2 separate regions of the Mus musculus genome follow, and region 1 is linked to region 2. Evidence: chromatin contacts called from public Hi-C data. All regions are on one chromosome and are shown on one strand. Each heading gives the region's core, a stretch centred on a gene start, on an enhancer-like site or on the middle of the called end of the contact. The rest is flanking DNA. Distances are from core to core; before and after follow the strand shown.

Region 1 (6,541 bases), core at 1,103-3,602, 73 kb after region 2:
CAAAGCAATCTAACATCGCCTAAGTTAAAATTGAAGATAAACATTAGCTGTCTCAAAATTCCATTTTTAAGCTAGGCTTGGTGGTTCGGGCCTGTAATCCCAGATACTAAGCAGGCTGGGGGAATAGAAGCATAATCATGACTTCAAGGCCACCCAGACAGCTAATCGAGATCCTGTCTCAAAACTAGTAGATAAAGAAGCAGAGAGCTGGCAATGATGCTCAGTGGTTATAGACGGCTTGCTTAGCTTATGCAAGACTCTAGGTTCATTTTACAGTGTCTGTCTCTGTCTCTGTCTGTCTGTCTCTGTCTGTCCCCCTCCCTTCCTCCTTGGGTGCCTCCCTTTCTTCTCTGGGTCCTTCCCTCCCTCTTAGTTTTACTAACCAAAAACACGGTTGGCTAGTCAAGAATTGCATCACTTGGCGCTAGTAGCGCTAGTAGCAATGCCCCATTCAGATCTAGTGAATAGGTTCCAAAACCCGGCTACAAACAAAGATAAGAACACAATCATATATGGAATCAGGATCTACTGACGTAGGATGATAAACTAGTTTGTTTCCTGAAAATAAGATAGAATCGAGAGAAGCCTGAATGGAAGAAAGTTACATAGTATCTTTCAAGAGCCCTAGGAACAACTAACTCCCTTCCCTCATTATACAAGCAAGAACATATAAGATTACTAAGTCTATTCAATGCACCTATAAAAAGTTTAATGGGGCCTGGCAGTGGCGGTGCAAGCCTTTAATCCCAGCACTCAGGAGGCAGAGGCAAGCAGATTTCTGAGTTGGAGGCCAGCCTGGTCTACAGAGTGAGTTCCAGGACAGCCAGGACTACACAGAGAAACCTTGTCTCAAACAAAACAAAACAAAACAAAACAAAACAAACAAAATAATGGGAAAAGTTTTTAAAAATCAAGTTCTTTTGATTATTGCGATTTTGGGAGGTGCTGTTAAGACAGGGTTTCTCTAACAGCCCTGGCTATACTGGAATTCACTTTGTTGATCTGGCTGGCTTCAAATTCACAAAGATCCACTGTCTTCTGGGATCAAACACTTTCGTCACCTCATCTGTCTATTGCAGATTTTCTGATAAAGGCAATGATTTATATTTACTGCCTACAGTAGATGAATGTGCATTACACAATAGTACATCTGTGTAAAGTTAAACAACTTGTGAAAAACCTGAGATTTTTGTTTCACAACCACCGACTTTCCAGTGCTGAGAGTTTCTATTGGCCCCTGCTTCCTTCTGTTTTGTTTCATTCTCTCTAACGCCTTAGACATTGATGCAGATTTTTATTCTCTCTAAGAAGAAAGAACCGTTGAATTTACTGAACATATATACAATGTATGCATTTATATACCACCTATTAAAGAAAGTTCCCTCTCTCTCATTCTCTCCCTCTGGCTTTGTTTCATTTTGTTTAAGAATGAGTCTCACCACATAGCTCAGGGTGACTGGCCTTCCATTCACAATGCGACATCTCTGCCTGCCCTACCCATGTCACCCTCACAGTGCTGGGTTTCTGATGTTTCCTTTAGCAGTTCCACTTGAGCTCAATTTGACATTTCTTCAAGGGGCAAAGCAATTCAGGGTTATACGTTTGTGACTCATTTCTTAATGATGCATCTGACCACATTTTCTAAGACTCAAAGACAAAGTGATGACATGTTTATTTTAGACACGAGAAGTCAATTTCAGCAACCTCAAGGACACTATACAGGAAAGAGGAATTCCTAATCATGGAGAAGTGTTCCTGTATGGACTTATGAAAAAGTCGCGCATCAGAGTCTTGCTATGAAACATAGAAACATCTTATTTTTTCTGCCCTTAATGTAGTTACAGCACAATACCAGAAAAGACAATTTGCTACTGACCCCTCAGGTTTTCAATTAGTGACCCTTCTTGTGTGCCCTTAACATATTCTTTTTTAAAAAATTATCTATGTATGTGTGGGTGCACAACTGTTTGCATGTACAGCACATGGATGCAGGTGCCCCGAGACGGCCAGAAGAGGGCGTCGGATCCCTTGGAACTAGAGTTGTAGGCTGTTATGACCTACCTGATTGAGTGCTGGAGACTGAACCCAAGTTTCTGCAGCCCCTAAACGTGATTTCTCTCCATTATCTGAGCTAAAAAGATGGATTGTTGATGCGCGTCTACTTAACAACCCAAGTCCTGGATTTTTAAGCTGTCGTCCTCCCCAAGTCTACCTTCTCCCTCCCTCAATTCTTTTACACCTCTCAAGGGGGAGGGGGGGGGGCTTCAGTCGGCCCCGCCCCTCGCCCTGGTTGGCTGCCCGGTGGGAGGCTCGTTCCTTCTCTCCTATTGGCCGCTCAGGGAGGTGCGTCTCGGGTCTGGGGATTGGTCGCCTGGAGGAGGCGTCTTTCCCAGCTGTGTGCTGGTGGCTATTTCCGGAGTAAAATGGCTGCAGCGCGTGTACTGAGGACCTGGAGCCAGAACGCTGTCAGACTGGTAAGCAGGGTTGGATGGGTCTAAGGTTGGGAAGGATCGATTTAGTAGATGTTATCCGGAGTTGTGTGTTGCTTTCTTCTCCGAGTGCCTCGCGTCTTGTGAGCAAGTGATGGAAGGATGCATGCAAATCAGAAGGGCAGCGAAGGTGGCGTGCCAGTGAGCCTGGAAACTCACTCCTTTCCCGTCCCGGGGCGCGATTCTCTGACGATTAGCTTTGGGCGACTAGCTTTCTTCCCAACCGTACCCACATCCTGGCCTTTGACCTGCTTAACTTTGCTTGAGTACTTTCTAGATGTCAGGCATTGTGATAAGCACTGCAGACACAGCTATGTTCTTTCGAGATTTGTTGAGAGCCCACTGCGCGCCATACGCTGGCACTATTAACCTGAGAAGAGAAAAGCCTCTAGCTTGATTCACTCGGGGCTGCACTTCTCCCCTTGGTCCACAGTCGTTCCAACTTTTTAATCATCGATTTACCACCCCCATTTGCAGTTCCCCCTCACTCACAAGCTTTTAGCAACAACCGTAGATGTATCCCACTACATATCTAGTTTCTTCCTAATTACATAACTTTTTGGATACCGTAGACTTTACCCATTTCCCTAGATGTTCCTTTAGTGCTGGCCTCCTGATCTCTCCAAACCTTCTTCCCAGCCTGCTGTGTGTATTGGGCACTGGGCATATTTCTATAACACAGCCAGCCACCATCCTTTCCCTCCTAACATTGTAGCCTAGAACAGGAGAATAGGAGAGAGGGAGGCAAGGAAAGACAGAAAGCCACGGTTTTAGAAAGACGTGCTATTATGGAACAAGTGCTCAAAGCTCCTGTGACACTTGAGGGTGGACACCTATGGAGGAGTGGGGGTACAGAGAGGAATTCCTGGGGACTAGTGAGTGCGTACGGAGACTGAAGAGAAGTAGGAACTAGGCAGCAGAAGGGTACTCTTGTCAGCAGCACCTTAGTAGGTATTATGGGCAACTCTTCTTTCGAGAGCTCTCCACTCTTGGATTCTGAGACACTAGTTGACCAATATTCCTCTTCAGTTGCTCTATTCCACTGCCCTCTTTTCCTTTCCAGCTTCTAAATACCACGCAAAGACTTCCGTCAACAGTGCTCCCATAGGCTCTCGACAGACCTGCCAACTTCCTATGACCTTTTCCATCGTTTGATGTGTGTGGACACACAGACAGAATGGTGTGACGGGTGCCCACAGTGTTTAGTACAGTGACATGCTGGACAGGTTTGTAGTATAAGAGCTAGCATAGAGCTTACGTGGGCAATAAGTTAAGCCATTTGGTTTGTGTAAGCATAAGGTGAGTCCATAGACTAGCTCATCTAATAGTGAATAGATTTCACACAGACCTGTCATAAAGTGATGGATGACTACTAAAAAAAAAAAAAAATAAAAAAAGAAGCCCTGGCTTTGGCCCTCTGCGCTTTTCCAACTTCCTGCATTATCTCTCCCACGTCTTTGCATATAGTCACCAGTTGTGCTAATGGTTCCCTGGCGTTCTCTAGTCTTCCCTAGCTGTCCAAGAGATCTCCCGTTGCACAATATGAGGTGTTTTCTCAACTGCAGGTAACACAAATCCAGTGAATGAACAAGACACCATCTATGCCTATAGACTACAGGTGACATGTGTGACTGTCACTATGACGGCTGACAGTTCATCAGGGCAGTTGACCTTTTCCATACAGCCATCCGGGAGCTGCAGCAACTCACTGGGCATTTAAGTCAGGATGGAGGAAGGGATATTACCAGGCTGACATAACCAGCTAGAACACAGTTCCCTAGCTACGAGCACAGGGGAGTTGGAAAAGCTAGCCTTTGGCCATCTCACCGTGCACCACAGTGCCTCAGGGATGCAGACTCCAGGCTCCACAATAGACCCCTCAAACCTGTTTCTCTTGACTCTACCTTCCAACTCTGAAGAAATGTAGCTAGTATTTACCACCTTGCTCTTAATTACAGATGTCTTAGTCTTTCCTAACTGGGCCTCTTGCCTCTGATCAGCCTCTTTTGTAGTTCATTTCCCATAGGCCAGCCAAAAGGATCTTATAAAATGAGGCACACATTAGATTATGCCATGTTCTTGTTTAAGACTCATCTTTTTAAAAAATGCCCCCAAGCCACTTGATTGAGGAAATTTATGATGTGGCTTCTCCAACCTCTCAAGTATCATTCTTTATTGAAAACCTGCTTATTCTACAGGTTATTACCTCTTATCACACACTTTTGATTTTCCTTGCCACATCCTTCATTGTTCCTCTTTTACACATCCATTCTTAAATTTGACTTATGAGACCACATTCTACGATGTCTGCCTTTGTGAGTACCGTATCTTTATCTTGAAAATAATTGGTTTTATTATTATTTAAACCACTTTACTGGGCATTAGTTATAGACATCAATGAAAAAAAAAGTATTAGAGTAAAAGTAGCATTCTACACACACACACACACACACACACACACACACTCACTCCAGCCCCAGCTCTGAGTGCCCCCGCTGGCTGCACAGAGAACTCTACGGAACAATTACCCTAGTACACACTGCTTTCTTGATTCCAGACCTTTGCTCATATATTTCCTCTGCCTTGGAGACTCTTGCCTCATCTGCAGCCCTGCTCCTCTCCTGCGTTACTCCCACTCAGCCTCCAGTCTTACTCCAAGCTAACTCTCCAGCCAGCTTCTCTTAGAACACCCCACGGTGGCTGTGTTAATGGCCTGTGTACTTCGCTTTATCTTTCATTCTGCTGGACATTGCTTTCGGGCAGGGATCACACGTGTTTCCTTCTGGATGTGGCCACAGCGCCCCATACACCGTGAGTGCCCATAAATGCTTGCTGAGGACACAGAAAAAGAGTCCTTTTGTTTTACTTTTTCTGTTTGTTGTTTGAGTTTGGTTTTTGAGATAGTTTCTCTGTAGAACCTTGGTTGTCTTGGAACTCCCTTTGTAGACTAGGTTGACCTTGAATTCACAAAAATCTGCCTGCCTCTGCCTTCCGACTCCCAGGATTAAAAGAAGCCACCACCACCTGGCTTCCACTTTTAACTAGCATGATAGTATGGGGGTGGGAGACATGCCTTCTCTGGCTTAAAATTTTATTTTTCCTCCTTTGTATTGTCTTTTAATCTCTTCACTTTTGCTAACTTTTAAATCTCTCCTCTCTTTCTTATCAAAGCCATCCAGTTGCTTTTATTTTCGTAATACTCATTGTAACTCAGTTGCCCTTTCTCAGTCCCTGTTGATTTGGTCATTCAGGAACTCGTGTTTCTGTGTCAACAACTCCAATCCTGCCTCGGCCTCTTTCTTTACCTATAGTAGCCTGTCCTATGAGCTAGTAGCAAACTGTTTCCTCACTCTGTCTCCACTGTGACCCCCACCCTCCAATGCATATATCCCTCTCCTTCTCCTACCATTCAGATACTAGTCACCACCTTGAGTTGTCCTTTGCAGATCCGATTAAGCCAAATCAAGCTACTCACTGCTCGATCAAATTCCTGTTGCAATCTTTGTGTTTACATCATTTCCTGTGCCTTAGAAGTGTCCATCTGCTCCTTATTCATGCTCAGTGTTCCAGGCCGAATTTAAATCTCCAAGGTCGAGCTAAGCCTCCTCCACTACTTAAATGCCTCCCCCCACAGCTAGTTTTTTGGCCTATAATTTCTTATTGTAAATAATAAGAGCACTCATGACCATGCTTGGGAGAAAGGGAGAAAGAGAGAGAGAGAGAGAAAGAGAAAGAGAGAGAGAGAAAGAAAGAAGGAAAGAAAGAATTGTTTCTCCTAGATTATAGCTTGGAAAGAAAGGACTCTTTCTCTTGTCAGTGTGACATGTCAGGAGGAACCTGAGTTTTGAAGTCAAGTTTACTCGGCTTCGGAGCCTAGTTTTGCCCCTTAATCCCAGCGTGGCCTGGAACAAGTGACTTCTCCTCCTCTGTGAACTTCTCATGTGAGGGTGATCACGTACATCTTCCAGTAGATAATGCGAGCTGGAGACAAGGGAATGTATGTGAAAGCTTCAAGTACCTGGTACATGGTATGCAAACACTCGGTGCATTTT
Region 2 (6,368 bases), core at 992-3,491:
GTTCCGGGTGTTCCCTGCTTCTCCACTCTTAGCACGGCTGATTCAAACTCGTCAGGGTTTCTTTAACCAAGCACTTCTGCCAACATCAGCTGGATGTTCGGTCACTCAGCTGAACTCTGACTGTGTCTGCCTGGGGTTATCAGTCCCACAAGCCAAGGACAACCTCCCACAGGACTACCTCACTTCTGACAACAGCTCCAAGACCCAGGCTTCCACCCGCACTTCTTATTGACCAGGTAGCTAGTCAGCAGGGGTCCTTTCAGTTGCCTCCTCATGCCCAATCATAGGACTCAAGAGGACATTTCTTACTATCACCTGTGTACTATAAAGGACTCACATCAGGAACAGCCAGTTGAAGAGAGGCATAAAAAAAGGTGTGTACAGAGCACAGGGATTCCACACTTTTTGGGTATACCACCCTCCCAGTATCCCCAAATGTTCACCCATTTGGATGCTCTCTGAATCCCATTTTTATTTTATTAATAGAGAAAATCTATTATTCTATCAATAGTTGATAAATCACTAGGCATTGCTGATTCAGTTCCATCTCCATCCCATCCTTTCTTCTCAGAGGGGTAGGGCTCAAGTGGTTGCTTCCTCTTGCAATCATCTCCCGTCACAAAAATCTAGGGTTACCCCAGCAACAAAAACTCAGATGGAGTCTAAAGCAGTTTGTGAATTACAAAAGTTGTCCTATTGCCCTATCAGTGAGGAAATTTTAAGAATTTTGGATGTTCTATGTCAAGAACTAAGAACAAAGACTAAATACATCTAGGTGTTATTGCTATAGATAGAAAGAAGCCTCGGAATTGTAAGCAAAAGAGTTGTAACTCTGCCATTTTGTAATGTGCTGTAACTTGCTCCCTCTTCCAAAGTATTTGCTAATAAAACTTCAGGCACAAATTTTGTGAACTCCAAACTGTAAGTTAGCATTTACTATCAGGGCTCTATGAATCAGGAACAGACAGTTGGAGACAGGAATCAGGAAGATATGGAGAAGCAAGGAATTTCCACACCCTCTCTGGTACTCCACCCTCCCAGAATATTGAGTCTTAGAGCATCACTGAACTTTAGATGATACTTAAATATGAAGAGACTTAACTCAGGTTCCCCAAGAACAAAGATTCAAGTACAAGAAATTTATTGGGGAATTACAGGCAACAGCATCTGGAGAGAGGAGATGAGGCCAGGAAGGAAGAAAAGGCAATCAATGGAGGATGTTGTCTTTGAGCCTAGAAGCCATTGTGAAGGACAAACTTATTTCCCATGGATACACTGCACAATGGTATACATAATAAATACACTATAAAACCAGGACCTTAAGCTCCACCCACCTCCCCTTCCTCAATATAAGATGGGAGGTTTACCTACCAGCTCCCACCACCCATTGGTTGACAGCTGCTCCCTGGGATGTTATCCTGGCACTTCTTTTTGTTGCATGTATGTAAGAGTCCAAAAACAAAAAATAACCCCAGGCATAGAGGGATACAGGTATTGGCAAGCCAGAAGGGGCTATGCATTTTATCAAAGATAACAGAGAAGTATGGTATTATAGCTGAATTTACTGAATATAAGAGACCCCAGATTCAAATCCCAGCACCAGAAAAAAATTAAAAATTATACTAAGCATCTCTAGATTATTCAAATAAAACCCTCTCTAGATTGGGGTGATATCTCAGTTGGAAAGTGTTGCTGCTCAAATGACCACCATTCCCAAATTCAGTTTCCAGGACCCACCTTAAATAGCCAGGTATGGTGGCACACTTATAATCCAGTGCTAGGGCCACCAAGAAGGATCACTGGAGCTTGGTGCCATACCTAATCTATGGGCCAGGTCCTAATGAGAGACCCTATAAGAAAAACAACAAAACAAGGTAGACAGAAGGAGGGACACCCAGGTTGTCCACTGGTTTTCACATGCATCCAGGTATAAACTTACTCCGTGTGTGTGTGTGTGTGTGTGTGTGTGTGCGCGCACGCGTGTGTGTCCCCAGATGCTCAGGCAGTCACCAGCAGCCCCTGCTAATCCCCCATAAAGTCTGATTCTTCATTTTACATGACTTACAAGAAGCAACACTGAACCCTTGTTCTCCCCATTCCGATCACTCTCCTCGGCTTCCCCAGTTAATCTCCTGCTTCCCTTTCTGCCTCGTGGACTCGGCTTTTCTAGGATCTGCTCCTTCTGAGAGTCCCTCAGCTCTCTGAAACGGGAGCACCCACACCTCGGAGTGTGTGTGTTTCTGCCTCAGCCACTTCCTTTTGTATGGCCTCATCTCATCCTGTGGCTTTTGACTATGATCTCTATGCCGCCTTGCAACTTTTTTTCCTCCAAGCCCCAAACTTCTGGTGTTAAAAATAAAAACTTAATCCCTGTACAATCACCATCGTATTTGATTGACATTGTGCTTTTCCAGTGCCTTGGGCCTTAGCCATTGGATTTATCCTTAACACCTCTCTTTCTGTCACATGACACATTGAGTCTGCAGCATACCCTGCAACCTGTGCCTTAAATATATATGCAGAGCTAGAAACAGTAGCTCTATAATCCCAGCCCCTGGGAGGTAGAGGCAGGAGGATCAGAGTTCAAGGTCAACCTTAGCTAACCAGTAAGGGTCTTAATTACTTCTCTATTGCTGTGATAAAATACTATTACCAAGGAAACTTAGAGAAGAAAGTTTATTCTGGGTTTATGGCTTCAGAGGGTAGAGTTCATGACAGCTAAGCAAAGGAATAGTTCAGAGCTCACATCTTGAGATACAACCATGAAACAGGGAGAGAGAGAAACAGAAAGAGAGCCAGACAGTCTGACAGACAGAGAGACAGGCAGAGAGACAGACAAACAGAGAGACAAAGAGACAAAGAACATGAACACCAGGGATCTTTCAAAACTTCAAAGCCCATCCTTAGTGACTTAGCTTCTCCAACAAGGCCATACCTCTTAGGAGCCTATGGGCTGGGGGTGGCAGCCAGTCTCATTCAAACCACCACAGTAAATGTGAGGTGAGTTTGTGCTGCAAGAAACTCTGTTTCCTCAAACAAAAATATGTTCATAATTGGGATGGTTCTCCAGCCATTATTCCATCAAAGCCACTACCATCTCCTATATAACTAGAGCAATTCTCTAGCTAGCTTCCCTCGGGGCAACTATGAGCATTCCAGAATCCTGCCAAGCTTTAGCGATTCTTTGCTTTAATAGTATCCCAAGTCATTCAGAGGAAAAGTCAAAATCTTAATACTGCAATATAAGGCAGTCTTAAGATAATACCATGCCGGGCGTGGTGGCACACGCCTTTAATCCCAGAACTTGGGAGGCAGAGGCAGGCTCATTTCTGAGTTTGAGGCCAGCCTGGTCTACAAAGTGAGTTCCAGGACAGCCAGGTCTATACCGAGAAACCCTGTCTCGAAAAACCAAAAAAAAAAAAAAAAAGATAATACCGTATCTCAGCATCATCCAATCCCGCTGTCTGCCTCTATTTCTCTTCTTGCCTGCCACACTGGTCCTTACAGTTTCTTGAACCTTCTAGCCCCTCCTTCCTTGACTTCTTACCTCAGTGCTCCCTTGCCAGGGCTCACTCACTCACCTCCTGTACGTCTTGACTCAAAAGTCACCTTCTCAATGAGGCCTCTCCTTCACGCTTCTAAAGTCAGACATCACGCCCACACTGCCGCCACGATCTCTCACATAGCACTTATGTCTCTAAAACTCTGGGTATTTTACTTGATTTATTTTGTTCATTATAAGTCTTTCCCACTAGATTATAATTTTATTCAGCAAGAGTTTCTGCTGATTCTGCTTGCTGCTGTGTCTCTGGGGCCTAGTACCAAAACTGACAGAGTGGAAGACGAAAGTTATACTTCTGCGAAGCTTGGATGGAAAAAGGGTGCGGAGGCGGGGCCACGAGAGCGATCGAGGGAGTAGTTTGTGTTGTTCTGTTTAAGGCTGGAACCTGTGATCAGAATTGCAGATGGAAAAAGAAGCAGCCAGTAGAACTGAGCTCACACCTATAGCCTGCAGGAGAGCCTGAAGGACCAAAACAAATGAAAAAGGGGAGAGATGTGCGGTGGATCACGTTTGCCACCACATCCATTGGCAAATGCAGAGACAGAAAGACCAAGAGTTCAAGGTCATCTTCAACTACTTGTTGAACTCTAGGCGACCCTTGGTTAATAAGACTAGCTCTCAGAAGAAGCAAAGGAGGGGAAGGGGAAGAGGGCAAGGTTTACTTGAGGGAGGTATGAGTCCAGGGTTGGTTGGCTGTACTCTACTGGAGCCCATGGCCAGGCAGCACATACCAGCGCAAAGCTTACTTACTTCAGTGAAGCGAGCTGCTGATCACCTCATAGTGACCAAGAAGCAGAGAAAAGGAACTGAGTCCCAGTCTCCTTTCAAGGGCACGCTCCCCCGCTCTCCCAATGACTTGGCTTCCTTCCACTAGACATTTCATATCACCCCCAGCTGTATATGGCTAACTACGCCTTTAGTGTGTAGCCGTGAGGGGCATTTAAAATGGAAGCCACTATATGGAACCCAAGGACAAAGCCAGCCATGAAAGGACGAGCAGGTTGGGGATAGAAATAAGTCCTGGTGACATCTCCGGATTAGCCATCATATGACCAAAAAGGAACTGGGAAAGTTTCTTTCCTTTGAACCCTTTTGAATTTCACTGTGTAAAACTAGATAGGCTGAGGGGCCTTGTGTACTGTTTTAATCATCTCTGAAAACTCTCTGCAGCATACCCAAGGGATCCTAAGAGTCATGCTTTTTTTTTAACTTTTTATTGATTCTTTGTGAATTTCACACCATGTACCCCAATCTCACTCATCTCCCCATTCCCTGTACCTGCTTTCCACCCTTGCAACCTCCCTCACAACAGGGGGGGTGGGGGAAACTTTGTGGAAGCTGTGTGGGAGTGTGTCCCACAGTATACCGTTTTGTTCACACTTTTTTTTTTTTTTTTTTTTTTTTGCTTGCAAATGGTCATTGCAATGAGTCATTGGTCTGGTACAAGATGCAGGACTCAGTCTCCAGAGTGTTGTAGCTGGTGAGAGACATGGTTAGTTCTACTCTCATAACCCCAGGGGCAGACCTCCTACTGGCCATATATGGTGAGGTACCAAAGAAGAAGAGGGTATCTCCAGCCCCACTTGTCTACCCAGGAGGCCCAGCCAGCTTTCCTGCTCCTTACCTGCTGTAGCCCTCAGGGAGAGCGGACCCTGCACCTCACCTGGGCAGCACAGTAAAGCCCTGGATGTGGGGGTTTCAGTTGATCTGGCTGCAAAGGCATGACTGTAGAAGAGCCAGCCCTGCCACTTGCCTGCTGTAGGGTTGTGTAGGCAAGGAAGGGATTCCCCTCACTTCCCATGTGCCCTCAACACCAGTGGGAGGTGGGAGAGTTAGCCCAACAGGGTCATGAGAGCAGAACTGTCCCTGTCCCTCATATGCCACAGCACTTGGGAGAGCAGGCTCTGGGCCTCACCCTGTTGGCAGGGGCACAGGCAAGCTGGCCTCGAGCATGGGTGTGCTGCCCGCCCACCCTGCCCCGCAACTTGTCTGCCATAAGGCAGCATGGGAAAGACAGAGATGCCCTCCCCCACCCTCACCCCTTGACACCTATGGCGGGCAGGAGAACTGGCCCTGGGACCCACAGTCCTTAACAAGCACTTAGAGAGCTTATTTTGCACATAGTCGCTTACGAAAAGGAAAAGACTATTCTGAAGTGCTGCTGAGGTTGGACATTAATGTATTAATTGGCATTAATTTTTTTAAAAAGTTTCAAATAATTTCTTTGTACCAGACATTGTTCCTAATGATGGGATTAAGGCAATAGTGCATGTATACACACACACACACACACACACACACACACACACACACCTGTAGCTAAGAAGCTTACACCTCAGGTGTGGTATGTAACCAGGGAAGGGGGAAACCAAGAAACAAATACATAACCCACTGAGTGGAGTCAAGGACTGTGGAAAAGAATAAAGCCAATTTTTTAAGACACAGGGCAAAGGGTCGCTTTCAGAACAGGGGTACACAGGGGAATCTCGCTTGTAACGTGTTACAGAGCGAAGGCCTGAAGGAAACACAGAAGAATCATGCCGTGCAGATATTTGGGGAAAGATTTGTCCAGGTAGAGGAACCATCAAATGCTGATGGGTGAGGTGTGAGCATTCTTGAGTTACCCCAGAAAGATTTGCATGGGGAGAGGGAGTAAATGAAGAGGAAAGTGTCAGAAAATGAGTGCGGAGTGATAAGAGCAGGTGGGCACATGCTAAAGAGCCTGCTGGCTTTTGCCACCTCTTGGGATTTGAATGGTGTTTACACCTGTCAGGAATTTGAGACCCTCGCCACCTTGCCAGCCTGT

What was found. A called contact is a pair of places that touch in the nucleus more often than the background predicts.
Region 1: a Hi-C map of regulatory T cells shows a contact between it and region 2, with 2.2 times the contacts expected there. The contact joins the promoter of Dbt here to the enhancer-like site in region 2. A contact is called at or near these places in 19 of 39 promoter capture datasets (the 3T3-L1 cell line, 3T3-L1-derived adipocytes, the C10 cell line and 13 more), 6 of 484 Hi-C or Micro-C datasets (CD4 T cells, CD8 T cells, the CH12 cell line and 3 more), 3 of 115 datasets of contacts at active chromatin or transcription factors (CD8 T cells, embryonic stem cells and memory CD8 T cells) and 4 of 9 other capture datasets (adipose tissue, embryonic stem cells, liver and 1 more).

What each region holds. Positions count from the first base shown.
Region 1 is chr3:116,510,718-116,517,258 of GRCm38.p6, forward strand. Dbt (dihydrolipoamide branched chain transacylase E2) reads left to right here and starts at 2,353. Exons shown (of 11, transcript NM_010022.4): 1 at 2,353-2,474. The coding sequence starts at 2,424.
Region 2 is chr3:116,438,075-116,444,442 of GRCm38.p6, forward strand. No RefSeq gene overlaps it. Among named protein-coding and RNA genes, the nearest start is that of Gm40125, 17 kb to the left of the region's middle. Within about 2 kb of position 2,242, at least 51 of the 459 cell types and tissues checked have an H3K27ac peak or open chromatin away from gene starts, as enhancers often do. A contact at or near this core is called in CD8 T cells, the CH12 cell line, the HPC-7 cell line and 4 more, where this site is marked.